Linked DNA regions of Rattus norvegicus: region 1 is linked to region 2. The links are chromatin contacts, called in public Hi-C maps. All regions are on one chromosome and are shown on one strand. The core of a region is the stretch at or near the end of the contact, and the rest is flanking DNA. Distances in the headings are between cores, read along the strand shown.

Evidence for each region. A called contact is a pair of places that touch in the nucleus more often than the background predicts.
Region 1: a Hi-C map of Schwann cells shows a contact between it and region 2, with 17 times the contacts expected there. The contact joins the promoter of Eda here to the enhancer-like site in region 2. A contact is called at or near these places in 6 of 12 Hi-C or Micro-C datasets (the A7r5 cell line, Schwann cells, frontal cortex and 2 more).

The regions. Positions count from the first base shown.
Region 1 is chrX:69,114,892-69,121,977 of GRCr8, forward strand. It overlaps Eda (ectodysplasin-A), which reads left to right and starts at 3,929. Exons shown (of 8, transcript NM_001305243.1): 1 at 3,929-4,499. The coding sequence starts at 4,104.
Region 2 is chrX:68,990,111-68,997,359 of GRCr8, forward strand. It overlaps Nalf2 (NALCN channel auxiliary factor 2), which reads left to right. Exons shown (of 3, transcript NM_001427609.1): 3 at 1-1,091. Among named protein-coding and RNA genes, the nearest start is that of Nalf2, 28 kb to the left of the region's middle. Within about 2 kb of position 5,636, at least 11 of the 93 cell types and tissues checked have an H3K27ac peak or open chromatin away from gene starts, as enhancers often do. A contact at or near this core is called in Schwann cells and liver, where this site is marked.

The DNA.
Region 1 (7,086 bases), core at 2,679-5,178, 120 kb after region 2:
TAATCCTGCCAATCCATGAGCATGGGAGATCTTTCCATCTTCTGAGGTCTTCTTCAATTTCTTTCCTCAGTGTCTTGAAGTTCTTATTGTACAGATCTTTTACTTGCTTGGTTAAAGTCACACCGAGGTACTTTATATTATTTGGGTCTATTATGAAGGGTGTCGTTTCCCTAATTTCTTTCTCGGCTTGTTTCTCTTTTGTATAGAGGAAGGCAACTGATTTATTTGAGTTAATTTTATACCCAGCCACTTTGCTGAAGTTGTTTATCAGCTTTAGTAGTTCTCTGGTGGAACTTTTGGGATCACTTAAATATACTATCATGTCATCTGCAAATAGTGATATTTTGACCTCTTCTTTTCAGATCTTTATCCCCTTGATCTCCTTTTGTTGTCTGATTGCTCTGGCTAGAACTTCAAGAACTATATTGAATAAGTAGGGAGAGAGTGGGCAGCCTTGTCTAGTCCCTGATTTTAGTGGGATGAAAAGCATTATTTTTATCAACAAGAAGTTCAGTTTCATGGAACTGAAAGTTTGAATTTCATATGAAATAAATATGACATTATACTTGATATCATTAAGGTATGTATGTTCAATGTGCAATGAAAGGATAAAAGAAAATCTAGAGGAAGGTATAAAGCCATAGTAAAGAGAGTATGTGATTCTTCATTTATCAGGCTTTGAGGGGGTAGCGGATACTTCTGGTTAAAAATATGAGTCAGGCTAATGTGCAGAGGTATGGGGAAAGTGAATTTAGCAATATGGTAGCATGGCTTCTTTGCAGGTTAGCAAATAATAATGTTGGAATGGCAGATTATATCCTGGCCAAGGAGCCCGTGCAAGTAAGTCAAGTGTCTAACAAGGGCAGAATTGAAGACCAGAGTCCATGGGGTAAGAAAGATTACATGGAAATTAACTCAAAAGGGCAGTTTTAGCTGGGTTTAGCCATATGGGAATGTGAATCTAATGTTAACAGGTCTTGTGATTTTTTTTTGTTTTTATATTTAGAAATGTAGAAAAGCAACATTCTGAAAGCATGAAATCTCCAGATTTCTAAATGCTAGAATTGAATTTTCTTTTCAGTTCCAAGTTTTAGCCGATAGTACACCAAACACATTACATCTGTTTGCTGAATGTGGCGCATAGGTTTATCGTTTTAAGACTTATGCTGTAGGGGACTGGGCTCTATGCAAACTGAGAGGCAAACTGAAGCAGTGCATCAAAACACAAAAAACATATTAATAAACAGGAACTTTGGGCTGAGGGTGTGGCTCAGTGTTAGAATGCCTGTCTACTGAAAGTGAAACGTCTAAGTTCAATACACAGCACTTCATCATTGTAATGATAATTACTATAACCACATGCATTTCTCACTGCCTCCACTCACCGGAATATTTTTAAAGTATATGAAGTCTTATTTTCTGCCTCTTGGGCATCAAAATGACATCTGAGGTCAAAGGCAGTTCTGATGGCTTCTAGGGGCAATGGTATAAAGGGAGTCTTTCTTGGTCCATTATTAAAAGAAAGGGCTGCAGTGAGATGGCCCACCAGAGGAAGGCATTTGCTGCTCTACAGTTGCAAATCTGATAATCTGACTTTGATCCTGGGAACTTATGCAAAGGTGGAAAGTGAAAACACATTCCACAAAGTTGTCCTTTGACCTCCTAATGTGCTCAGTGGCATGTGAGTTCCCCCATCTCTCTGTCTCTCCTCCTCCTCCTCCTCCTCCTCCTCCTCCTCCTCCTTCTTCTCTCTCTCTCTCTCTCTCTCTCTCTCTCTCACACACACACACACACACAGAGTGATAAATTTAAAAAAAAAAGTAGGTAGAACATCGGAAGCAGGGACCCATGAGACCCCTTGAGCATCACCACCATTGTCAGGCTCACTCCCACCACCATCAGGAGACAGATGCCATTTATTTCCCTCTCATTTTAGAGGAAGGAAAGACAGCCTCTTTAAACCGGGTGTGCAATAAAGTCAACAGAGCCAGTGATGAGACTGATAAGGCCCATGTAATAGCTGTTACAGTTTAAACTCCTCCTTTTACAGTTGGAGAAACCAAGCTAATGCTTCCCCACTCCCTTCGCTCAGAGTGACCCAACAAACTAGTGGTAGAATAACGCCTCCTGACTTCTGGTCTAGCATTCTTTCCAATAATCCAGGCTGTGATAATTAAGGTAAACCAGCTTGGCGGTTTTCCTAGCATCTAGAATTCCTGGTCTGGACAAGTAGATCTCGAGAGCTGCTGTTGCAAGCCTTTCTTTTCCTCCTTATCTGTGTGATGATGAGATCCTTTGCAAACGTTCTGTTTCATGGGTAAAGGTTAAAAAGAGGACAAAAAGATGTTTGTGAAGCACTGAGGCCATTCACTAAGCTATGAAGGAAAACATGTCTGTGGCTGATATATTTAAAGCTTATATGACCTCTGTGCTCTCTGCACTGACCTCTCCACCATATGCTTTTGGTTTTGTTGTTCTTTTGTCTCTTTTCTATATTCTTCTTTGTTTTTCTTCTCCCTTATCAGCCTACGTCTTAGGCCTAGCCTTAAGTGTTCTGGTGCATCACCGAGCCTTCTCAGTGGCTTTTACTATACTTGCTTCAAGTTAATAAAAATGGATAATTATTCATTTCTCAATTACACGGAAATGAGAGTACCTACTGGCTAAAACAGTGGATGCTTGTCCTGCTACAGCTAGTTAGCTCTCTAAAATCTGAGACTACTAATGCTTGTCAATTGTGACTCTTGACAACTAATCTTTTCCATCCTTCATTTCCAGGTCTATTGTTCTGACATTTGCCATTTTTCCCCTCTGACCCTGTTTCTGATTGGTGCAGCTTTTGAAGATGCTGCAGTTGCAGCAGTGTACATCTGGAACATTTGGCTGACTTGTTGAACTTACCCCAGGGAGTACTCCAGGGGAAGCATGGGAAGGGTGGAGAGGCCAGAACAGTTGCCTGTGAGTACAGATGCCATTAGTGTCTGGCCATTCTGTGGACCACCCCTGTAAAAATTCACCTCATCATGACCCTCAGTTTCCCCACCTGCTCCTCGAAGGCTCGAGTTCTTCCAAAACTTCTGCAGCCCTGGAAGAAGACAAACTTTTGGCTGCGGGTTCTCTCACACAGCACTTTCTGCACTGAGAAAGGGATCAATGCATATCTTTTGAATGAATTAATATATCAAGAAATCCTAGGAAACCGTTTTAGCCTTCAAGGGACAGCATCACTTCAGTTTTACTTGGCGCTAGGCACCCTCTCTATGCTCAGACTGTGTCCCAAGACTCATTCTGGGAGTGGGGCAGCCAGGTTCCCAGTCTGTTTGGCTCCCAGGCTCCTAGGTCTCCTTTTCTTCTGGCGAGCCATTGAATTGCAAACACAGCAGGCATGGTTTCATTCCAAACCCTGAACTGTTTTAATTAGTTTAACGTCTGTTAAACGCTTTGAAGATTGAAAGCAACAGATAAGTACTGGATGATGTTATTAGCAACTGCAGTTAATTGCAAACATTTCTATTAATGCTAGTTTCTGCCTCCTTTTCTTTGCTCCACGTTCTTTCCAAGGTTCCCAAATTCTTCTCAGCCTCCCCCTCCCGCCCTCCCCCATAGCGGCGCTGAAGGGTTAAACCGGGGTGGAGTCCAAAGCTGAACGACAGCCGCACTCACCAACTGCAACGGGGCAAGCGGGAAGAGCTGGGTGGGGCTGCCAGGCAGAGGTGAACCCCCACGCCCCCAGGCCCCGCCCCACGGCTGGAGGCCCGAGTGGAACGGCAGGGGGCGGGGCGGCCAGGCCTGGCGGGCCCGTGGTTGGGCGTCCCGGCCGCCCCTTGAGGCATGGGGCGGGGTAGGTGAGGACCTCCTCCCTCGTTCCCTCTCGGGCCGCGCCGCCCCTCTCGCCCGCCCCTCCTCCTCCCTTTCCCACCCCTCGGAGTGGAGCTGCACATGCGGCTGCTCCCTGTTCTGTCCCGCCCAGCCACCGTCGCTCAGGAACGGGTCCCTGCAGCCCCCAGCCGATGGCAGGACAGTAGTCGCCTGTCAGGGGTCGTGAAGGACTGAGGCAGAGGCAGTGGCTCCCGGGCCTCAGATAGTGGTTGTCTCTGGAGGCCATGGGCTACCCTGAGGTAGAGCGCAGGGAACCCCTGCCTGCTGCAGCGCCAAGGGAGCGGGGCAGCCAGGGCTGCGGCTGTCGCGGGGCCCCTGCTCGGGCGGGCGAAGGGAACAGCTGCCGGCTCTTCCTGGGTTTCTTTGGCCTCTCGCTGGCCCTCCACCTGCTGACGCTGTGCTGCTACCTAGAGTTGCGGTCCGAATTGCGGCGGGAACGGGGAACCGAGTCCCGCCTCGGTGGCCCGGGTGCTCCTGGCACCTCTGGCACCCTAAGCAGCCCTGGGAGCCTCGACCCTGTGGGTCCCATCACCCGCCACCTCGGGCAGCCGTCCTTTCAACAGCAGCCCCTGGAACCAGGAGAAGATCCACTCCCCCCTGACTCCCAGGACCGGCACCAGGTGAGTCACCTAGGAGGGGCGGCGGCCTTGGAGGCCCCCTCCCCTGCTCGGTTGGGCGGGGGCCTGGGCCTCAGGGCTCAGGGGACTCTGCCACTCAGAGCCAAGTTCCAGGCAGGAGCTGGGAGTGGGCCAGAGTGCTGGGGAGAGGTTGTCCAGGGCAGGTTGTCCTCGGTTCCTAGCTTGGCTCATCCAGACCCTCTCGGGTCCCGTGGAGTTGGAAAGCCCAGCCTGCACGCGCCGCCCCCGGGGGGGTGTGGGCTGCTTCGCGAAAAGTTGGCCTGCCTTGCACCCATCCGGGCGCGGAGGTGTCTGCGCCACCCCCGTGGCCGTCTAACGGCGAGCAGCTTGGCCCCTCGTGCCCCCTGGTGAGATTCTCTGCCCGTGGTGCTTGTTTCTTCGTGTCCCGGGCTGATTCCAGCACTAGCAGGCTCCTCTTTGGAGTTGGAGCTGTAAACAGCTGTACTAACTGTTCCACGCCCGTTGAAACAACTTTTAACCGTACTTTCAGCGCTGGCTTCTTGTGCGCTGACCAGGACCTGAGCTTTTTCACCTGCAATTTGAGACCGATTCTCCTCTGCGTTCTAGTGAGGATCAGTGCCCCTGAGGAATTCTGGTAGAAATATGCCGTCTTGCTAGACAACTTCTGAACAGCAATTTGAAAAATCTATGGAAATAAAACTCACCCTTTGCATGCCGGTTCTGACACTCTTGTGGATGGAGTTGGGTGCAGTGGGTGTGAAGAGTTTTCATTAATGCTGCCTTTGGAACAGGAAGTTGGATTTTTGTTTTGCTTTTGATAATCTTTAGAGTGTTTGTATCCCTTTTAGCAAACCTTTATCTTGGTTGTTTTTCTAACTCGTTATTCAAGCAAATTTAGTGTACTTGATATTAAGCCTTCTTGTGGTTCCCATAGATGTCTCACACTTGAATCTTAGGCAAAGCATCCAAGGATCTTTTTGAGGTGGTTAAAGACTAATGGTGAATTTGTAACTTCTGGAGGAAACGGCAAGTTGTGTAAGTAACTTACTTGAGGTGAGGCAAGGAAGCCTTCTGTATTTGGTGCTACATACATAGTTATTGTCACAACTCTTTAAACAGTGTTTGTGCTACTTTGACTTAACGGGTTGAACACTTTTAGAGCCATCACATTCATAACAATACTCTGTCAGGACTGACACTTTTCTTTCCTTCCATTTCCTTCCTTTTCTTTTCTTTTACAATGTGCTTGGTAAAATTGCCCCAGACCTAAAATGTCAAAGACACTCAAACTTATTTAACAGCTTATCAAAGAAGAGAATCAGCAGACAGACGTCTCATACTTGAAACTTTAAACACTGGGGCTAAAGGAGAATTAATTGAGACTCTGGGTCTTTTATTTGCCCCCCCCATCCCAGTAGAGGTACTTAGCAGCTCCACATTGATATTCTGCACATACATATATCCATGCACACATACATGCATGCATGCATGCATACATACATACATACATACATACATACAATCAGGAAATTTAACTTCTTTACTCAAATGGTGCTCAAGGATTTTGAGCAATCAGGAAAGACAGAGCCCTGTTTATAGATTGGCAGGACAGCAGCATTCTAGCTTCTGTGACGGCATGGGACTCACAGCTTTGCAATGCCGTTCGGTTGCTTGCCCCAGGTGTAGCAGATATGCTTACGTGTTTCAGCACAGCTTCCTCTCTGCTGTCCTTTAGTCTACTTTAGTCTTTTGGGGCAATCAAAGCAATACTAGTTCTTTACATTTATTAGCATTAATTGGAATTTGTGTTTTCCAGATTGTAAGGTACTACCTGAGTCTATTTTACTGATTCCTTTGGAGAACATACAGGCCTCAAGGGAGAAGTAAGTGGCCCAAGATATCATAGCCTGAGTCAAAACTAGGATGAAGGTGCTCTCCCATCTTCCAGTTTAGTACACACCCCTCCATAATATAGTGTCTGCTGAGAAGGTTTTTTTTGAAGGGGGGGGAATGAAGGGACAACAGGTTGGAGCTCCATAGTAGGCTTTTTACAAAATGAAGGGCTCAGATCTGTGTCATTTTGTTCTGCTCTAATTTTGGGAAGACTAAGTTTAACCATGTATTCCTTATTCATCTTGAATTTCACTTTCAGGAGAATTTTAGCTCACTGAAGGAATTTTATCGCAGATTCAACTTATTTCTTTTGACAATATTAGCCTTAGCATGTAAACAAAGAAACAAACATATAAATGAATGAATAAATAAAGGAAAAGTTGACTGGCTAATCGAGTTACATTGATGTGCTATATCTTGGGTAAAATTTCTAGTGCCCTGCTGCACCCTCTGCTGGTTTTTCGGTGACATTTAATCGTAGTATCTGCTGACAGTCAAAATTCTAAGTTATGCTGACAGATTCTGATTCATAAATAAGGAAGTAAATAGCCTTGTGGGACTTGGCCTTATTTTGTATTTTAGGTTTTCAACATCAACAGCTGCCGTTACAGCACGTCTTGTACAGAGGGGATTAGAGACAAAACGCAGCGTCTTCCAGTGGCCACTATATTTGGGTTTCCTACTAACATATTTAGAAAGAGTAAAGGTAAACTGA
Region 2 (7,249 bases), core at 4,386-6,885:
GAGCCTTTGGCCTTGCTTGCACGGACCTGCTGAAAGAAAAGGAAGGACACATTGCCTTGGCATCTAAAAGCCAATGAAAGCTGACAAGAACAGAAACCAGATTCTTTGTGGGACAGGCCAAAAGCTTTCAGAGACCAAAAGGATGCATACGGGAGGACAGTCCTGGAGCAATGTTACAGAGAAACAGGAGGGAGGGGAGGAGGAGCTGCACCTTGCCAGCTTTGTGATGGATAGAAGCCCTCCCTAGCAGACAAGGGTTCCTTCATCCAGGGGCCACTGTTGGATCCCAAATCAGCTTCTTGAGCCTATGGAGCCCTTTTCTCTGCCAGTTTACTCATATCTCACAGCCTGTCCTCTGCCTGGACCCTGTGTCCTCCATCTTTTGGCCCTCAGCACTTCGGGCCTGGCCACTACCCCATCCCTAGAGTGCTCTTTTTCAGCTGGGGAGGGTAAGAGGTGCTGGATCCTTCCCAGATGTGCTTATGTATAAGTGAAAGGCAGGGGCTTGGGCTCCAAAGAGATCCCAGTACTGCCTTCTAACTCCTGCATTCTCAGGAGGGGATAAAGGACTGGGAAGCAAAGGGGGACAATATGGTCCCAGGGAATGGACCCTTGGAGACTCCCATCCTCTCTTCCCCCTCACCAAGTGCCCAGGAGACCCCTGGCTCAGACCAGCCCAAGGCCTTGCCCAGTGGCAGGGGAAAGGGGCACCACACTCCACCTCACAGTCATTTGACTGTCCCCATTGACCCAACCCCCGATCTTCCTCCACCTCCCCAGCTGCCCCTGCCCTCCGTCACAGGCAGCAGAGGTGGGCAGCTTTCTTATGCCATTTTCTACACTGTGCTTCATGAGTAGGACTTTCTTGCACTCGTTCCTATGACTGAGTCTCCAAGCTGGTCCCCTAGTAGTCTCCCATCCTTCCCTCCTTTCCCCAGCTACGGTTCAGTTGTCTCTGCCTTCTCCTTTACCTGCCTCCGTGTTTCAGTGAGAGTGTCCGTATGTGTACTGCTTTCTGTTTTGTTGCATTGTGGAGCAGAGGCCTCTCTGCTCGTGTTTAACCCCTTAAAGAAATAAATGGTAAGACTTGACAACCGTCTCTTTGTGGATTTACTCTATAAAATCCAGCATGCTGCTCTAGGAAAACCTCTAGGGTCTGAGGAGGAAAATGGGCCAGAGGATGCCAACTAACTCAGTTTAAATCTCAGGGGGAAACCATAAACTTTGTAGTACGCCATTCTAGATGAGGAAATCACAAAGCCATCCACTGGCGGTGCTCAAGATGGTAACTAACATAAAGGGCAAAGCTGAGGGAAAGTGCAGACTCCACCTGGAGTGGTAAGAACTCTGGGACGTATGGAAAGGCCAAAGCTCAAGTCCAAGGTTTTACTATGGGAGTGTGAGGCATGTGGCCAGTCCTCATTTGGAATGCAAGAGAGGACAGGACTCAAGATTTTGACATGATGCCTCATAATTCCTAAAAGCTAATCAACCACCCTAACTCATTCCATATGGGCCACTGTACCAGACTCGTCTTGCCACTGCAGGAGCAAGGAATACATGGTAGCTGCTGCTGAAGGAACAGCAAAAGAGCCTGGACCACGGAGCCTCCTTCCTAAGGATGGGAAAGGAGAGCATGATCAGGCTGAACTTCCCACTCCCACAAGGCCTACTCCCACTTTCCTCCAAAGAAATGGAACAAGGCACTTAGCACGTGGCCTCTGAGACCACATTGGATCTAAAAAGTCAAGTCACCACCTTAGTGTGAGAATAAGGTATGCATATAAAGCACCTGGCACAATAGCTGGCAATCATTGATCAGTTCATTTTCTTTTACTCCCATCTCAAGTTTCATCATTCTCTCTCTGTATTGTGTACCAAGCACTTCTTTCTACCCTGCATCCTACTAAGCCACTCCAGGACCTCAGGACCTCAAGACCTCTGCTTAGACTATGATAATAACCTAACTATTGTCCAGTTAATCTCTTTTCCAATTGCTCAGGCCCCGGTCAATCTTCCACCTAACACAGTCCCAGGTACTATGGAGGAACCCAATACAATGGCCATGTTTTGTGGCTGGAGAGATGCATCAGTGGTTCAGAGCACTGGCCAGGAGAGGACCCTGGTTCAGTTCCCAACATTTACATGGTGACTTATAATCATCTATAGCTCTGGTTCCAGGATATCTGGCATCCTTTTCTAGCCTCTGTTGGCAACAGGCACACGCATGTGTGCATAAATATACATGCAAGCAACCATCATACAGGCTGCTCCACAAATGAACTTCTTCTGTTATTTGCTCTCATTAGATTCTTTTTCCTGGAATGTCTTCTCCCCATCTCTGCACATCACTATCTTCCCTAGAGTTCAAAATTCCGCTTAAATATCCTCTCTACTATTGAAGGCTTTCACATCCTCTCCCAGCAGGAAATAATCTTTCCATGTACTTTAGTAATGCTTTGACATTCTGTCTGGATTCAACTTATTCATTCATTCATTCATTCATTCATTCATTCAAAATATACCTACGGAGCCATTACAACAGGTCACACACTGCGTTGGATGCGGGCAGTACAGCAGGATGGATACGTTCTAGACATACAATATGACTTTCTAAACTTTACTATAACATTTACAGTTAGCATTTTGGCCTCCCACATGTCCAGAGCAAGGCAGGCTTTCTTGGCCTTGGGTATATGACGGAGAGATAGAGTCTCTATATACTACTACACAGGAAAAGTGCAGGGGTTGGGACTATGCATCTAAGGAGTACAGGGCATAATGATATTGCCAAGCAAGTAGCTCTACAAGCTTTATGCCACCCCTTGACTCGTGAGGTAGGCTAGCATTACCCTGCAAATACCACTCTGAGTGTACCTGTCTGTCTAGACCCAGACTCTGACACTCTCCCTCTGGTCAGAGAACTACAGCCAGCCTCCATCTCAGCACAGCATGAAGAGGGGAGGACATTAGTGTCTTGAAGCCCTGGCCTTGTGTTACAATCACCTGGAGAGTATTAGAACAGGCCCCTGCCAGCAAAAAGTCTAATTTAATTAGTGTGGAGTGAGGAGGGTCCTAGTTTCGGCTTTGTTAACAAACTCCACAAGTGGTTCTAATGTGCAGCCAGGCCTGGCAATCACCAGTGAAGAGAAGACTGCAGCTACATGAAGTCCTTGTTATTCCAGGATAAGTGGTACTAGAAAAAGGCTTCATTGTAAATGGGAACCAACATTGTGTAATAGAGTTAGAGAAAAGGAAAAGTCTTGATTTGGGACTTTAACCTGGGAAATGAAGTTGAACATGCTGGAAATATCTTGATTTCTATTTAAAATGTGTAAATAATTGGACAAGTGCACTAATTCTTAGAATGAACAACAACAACAAAGAAAATGACTCAAACATTGCAGGATAATGTAATTTTCCAGACCAAAGTGCATGGGAACACAACGTTGGCTTTTGCAGCACAGTCATAGACAAGGTTCTGTGTGTAAAATTCAAGAGCTTCCTCAATTATCCCAAGGACCTCTTCTAATTCTCTGAGAGTTGAGTTGTCCCTTTGAAACCTTGATACTGTCATTACCCAGGTCAATTTGCCAGTTGTAACTGGCCTGCCTATCTCTGCCAGATCCCCATTTAGCAAGGGTCTGTGTGATACTAGAGATGGTCTCCAATATCATTTCCATTGACTTGGTGAAATCTTGAATCTTTTTTAAGACTTGCAATTTCACCCCAATATTCACTTGCATTGTGCTGTAATACTATAACAATTAATGGGAGGCTCAAAAGGATCTTAGCATAATGGATGTGGATAAACAATTGGGGCAAGTGGAAAGAAGAGATTATTTGAGATTCAAAATAGTGAGCATTTTATGCTATGATGACTTTGACTGTCTATCCAACATTCATAGAATCCTTTTTTTCTCCTTTTAGGATTGATCTCTAAAACAAAGGGAGGGGATTAGATGTTAAATAGTTAAATAACAATGCAAAGTAACCTAAGTGAAGACCTTGGGTCCAGTTGCTAGCACAAAAGACATGGGGATAAGTAAAAAAAACGGCAGTAGTCCATTACAGCAACAGGTTCTGTCACATGCACTGTGGTGGCCACACAGATGTCTATTCACTTAGTACTGAATGTTCATGAAGGTAACTGCCTTGGAGTGTAGGATGAGTGTCAATAGGTTACTCAAACATGGCATCTGCTCTCAAGAGTTCCTGCCTTGGATAGGGGGGAAAACCTTAAACAGAGATCTCTCAAAATGCATGTAGATTTTGACAATGTCTTCCATGCCCATTGGTGTCATCTAGTTCAGGCCACTAGTGACTCTTAGACCATAGGCAAAGATGTCTCACAGATGACCCACTCAAAAAGTGAACCTGGTATCTGAACAGAGAACTCTCAACACACACACACACACACACACACACACACACACACACACACACGCTAAGAAATATCTCCAAAATGTTCATCCTCCCTAGCACATAGGAAAATGCAAATCAAAACAACTTTGAGATTTCATCTTACCACCCCCACCTACCCCCATCCCCACCCCCCACCCCCATCCAAATGACAAAGCCCAACAAGATAACTGACAACAAATGCTGGAATGCTCAAAGAGGAGTGGAGAAATAGTCTTTCGGTCTCTAACATTGTATTCTTCCTGTGGAACATTTCTAAAGATGAAAAGCATCCCATATTCTCTTGCTAGCAACTTCCCATAGTTTCACATCACACATAGAATACAGTAGAACTCTCCATGGCTCACCAAGCTCTCTACAACCAGAAGCAACTTGCCTTCCCCTCCCTCCTCAGAACCTCCCTCCCTTCCGGCCCCACCTATGTTGAGTTTATGTTTGCAGTTCCTCAACCTCAAATGTCCTTCCTCGGATTTTTGCTTGGCTGACTCTTCATTATGAGGTTCCAGCTCACAAGTCAATTTCTCAGAGGGCATCTCTTGACTACTCATTGAATAATAGTCCCCCTCTTGCCCCAATATTTTAACATGTCACCCTGCCTTTTATACCATCTAGACAGCACAGAACTATTTTAAATGATAAGTGGACACAGGACAATGGTTTTCACATCTGCTTTCTTGTTTGTTGTCTCTGCATTTGAATGGAAGGTTTAAGGAAGAAAAGAACCTTTTTTGTCATGTTTTCTTTCCTTTGTCATTTCTCTAGTGCTTTAGTCAACATCCACTGAGTGAATGATTGTGGAGGTGGTAAGTAGTTCATTTGGGTAAGAAAGTGGTTTAGAATGTACAGAGTGGGTGGCAAGGGATGAGCTTGAAAGATTGCCTAAGGTAAAAACATGAAAGGCCTTGAAGGTCGTCAGAACAGGAAATCTAGGTTGGCTTCACATCGCGGTCCATTGGGAGCCATGAAGATTGTTGAATTCAGAAGCCTATATTATCAGCTGACCTGAGGTAAGGTTCAAGTAAAACCACGTTCTGCATGGATCTGTAGATGAAGTGAACGGAAGGTCTGGTTTTGAAAGCTAATCAACCACAAATTGCCCCCTACCTTTGCACTTGCTATCTATCTTCCAGGCGCTTCCCTCAGGCTCTACACCACTCTGCTTCCAGCTCTTCTGGGGCAATGGAAAAGCCCTAACTGCCTTTCCCCGACACCGGCCGCTGGGTGGCGCTGTGGCTCCTCCTACCCGGGCGGGAGGCGCCAGGGAGGCGGAGGCTCAGCCGCTGAACAAGGCCCAGGCGCGGGGGTCCGCTGCAGTCCGCCCTGCCGGCCTTCCCTCCTTGGCCACTTTCTACTACTTCGTGCTTTCCTCGCGTCTGGGCCGTTTCCCGCCTTCATCCGCACCCAGGCCCTCAGTTGCCTGCTCCCCTCCGCCTCTGGCGGCCTTGGCTTTCCCACTACCCTGTCAAGCCAAAGCAGGCTGAGGCTGGGGCATGGGCGGGGCGCAGGAGGCTGGGCGGGAGCGCCGGCCTCCAGGCCCCTGAAGGCCGGGGCCTCCCGGAACCATGCCATGAAATGCAGCTCAGCGCTCCAGAGCCTCAGCCACAGCTTGGGAGCTGGCCGCCCCGTCTAGCCAGGCTGGAATGAAAAGATGTACAGGGTTGCATAGGCAGCTTTTTGGTGCAGAAGGAAGAAAGCCACTAAGGGGTCAATTCACTGTTTGTACTAATGGCCTGCCTTTCCCCCTGGCGATTAGAGCAAGAAGTCAATCAGCTATCATCTGGGACTCCTTTGGTGCCTTCCACTCCCCCACCACAAAGATCTAGATGATGTCTGTCTCAGTTTCTCTCTCTTTCTCTCTCTCTCTCTCTCTCTCTCTCTCTCTCTCTCTCTCTCTCTCTCTCTCTCTCTCTCTCTGTCTTTCCCTCTTTCCCCCTCTCTGTTCCTCCCTCCCCGTTCCTCCTCTTCCTTCCCTCTCTCCATTTTCCCTGACTCCTTCCTATTATCCTCTCTCCTACTGATCCATCATCCTGTCTGCTATTTTGTCCCCAGATCTTCATTCTTTCCACACCTGCCTCCAGCCTCCTGCCGTCGCAAGAAGAGATGCCCTGGCACGGGGCCAGGTGCCTTCTAGAGCTTTAGTCTGACTTCCTGCTCCAGCAATTGCTCCCACTGGTTGGGGAAAGCAAAAGCTGATATTCAAAGCCCTCCACACTGTGACCACCCCATTTTGGTGGGCTGCCCTGACTAGGTCTAGAGCAGTGGGAGACTCAATAGGACTCTGTGAAGGGTTTCAGAGGCATCTGTTTGAGCGGTTTTCACTCACGAGTACATTGTGACAAGACTGGAGACCGGATGCTGCCAAGAACAAGTGCCTGCCTTCCTATTCACCAGGTTTTGAAGTTCTCCACTCTGTTACCTTTACCCTCCAATATCGCCCCCTCCTGACCTTCCTGCTGCTTACTGGAGGTTGATTCTCAGCAATCATACATTGGTTGATCTTATCACGAAGTGGCCGGGGACATGCATGATCAAATTTTCTCCACAATAATGAACCTCACTTTCAGCAAGTACCTTTTTATTCTTATGGAGCCTGATATTCATGAGGAAAAGATATTCTTTCTCTGTCTCTCTCTGTCTCTCTCCTCTCTCTCTCTCTCTCTCTCTCTCTCTCTGTGTGTGTGTGTGTGTGTGTGTGTTTGTGTGTTTAGTCTTGTTGAACTCACCACATGAACCTGTAAATTTATATGAAAAAAATAAAAGTAGAGTCTTTGAGATAGCTCCGAGGGTAAAGGCACTTGCCACCAATCCTGGAGACCTGAGATTCATC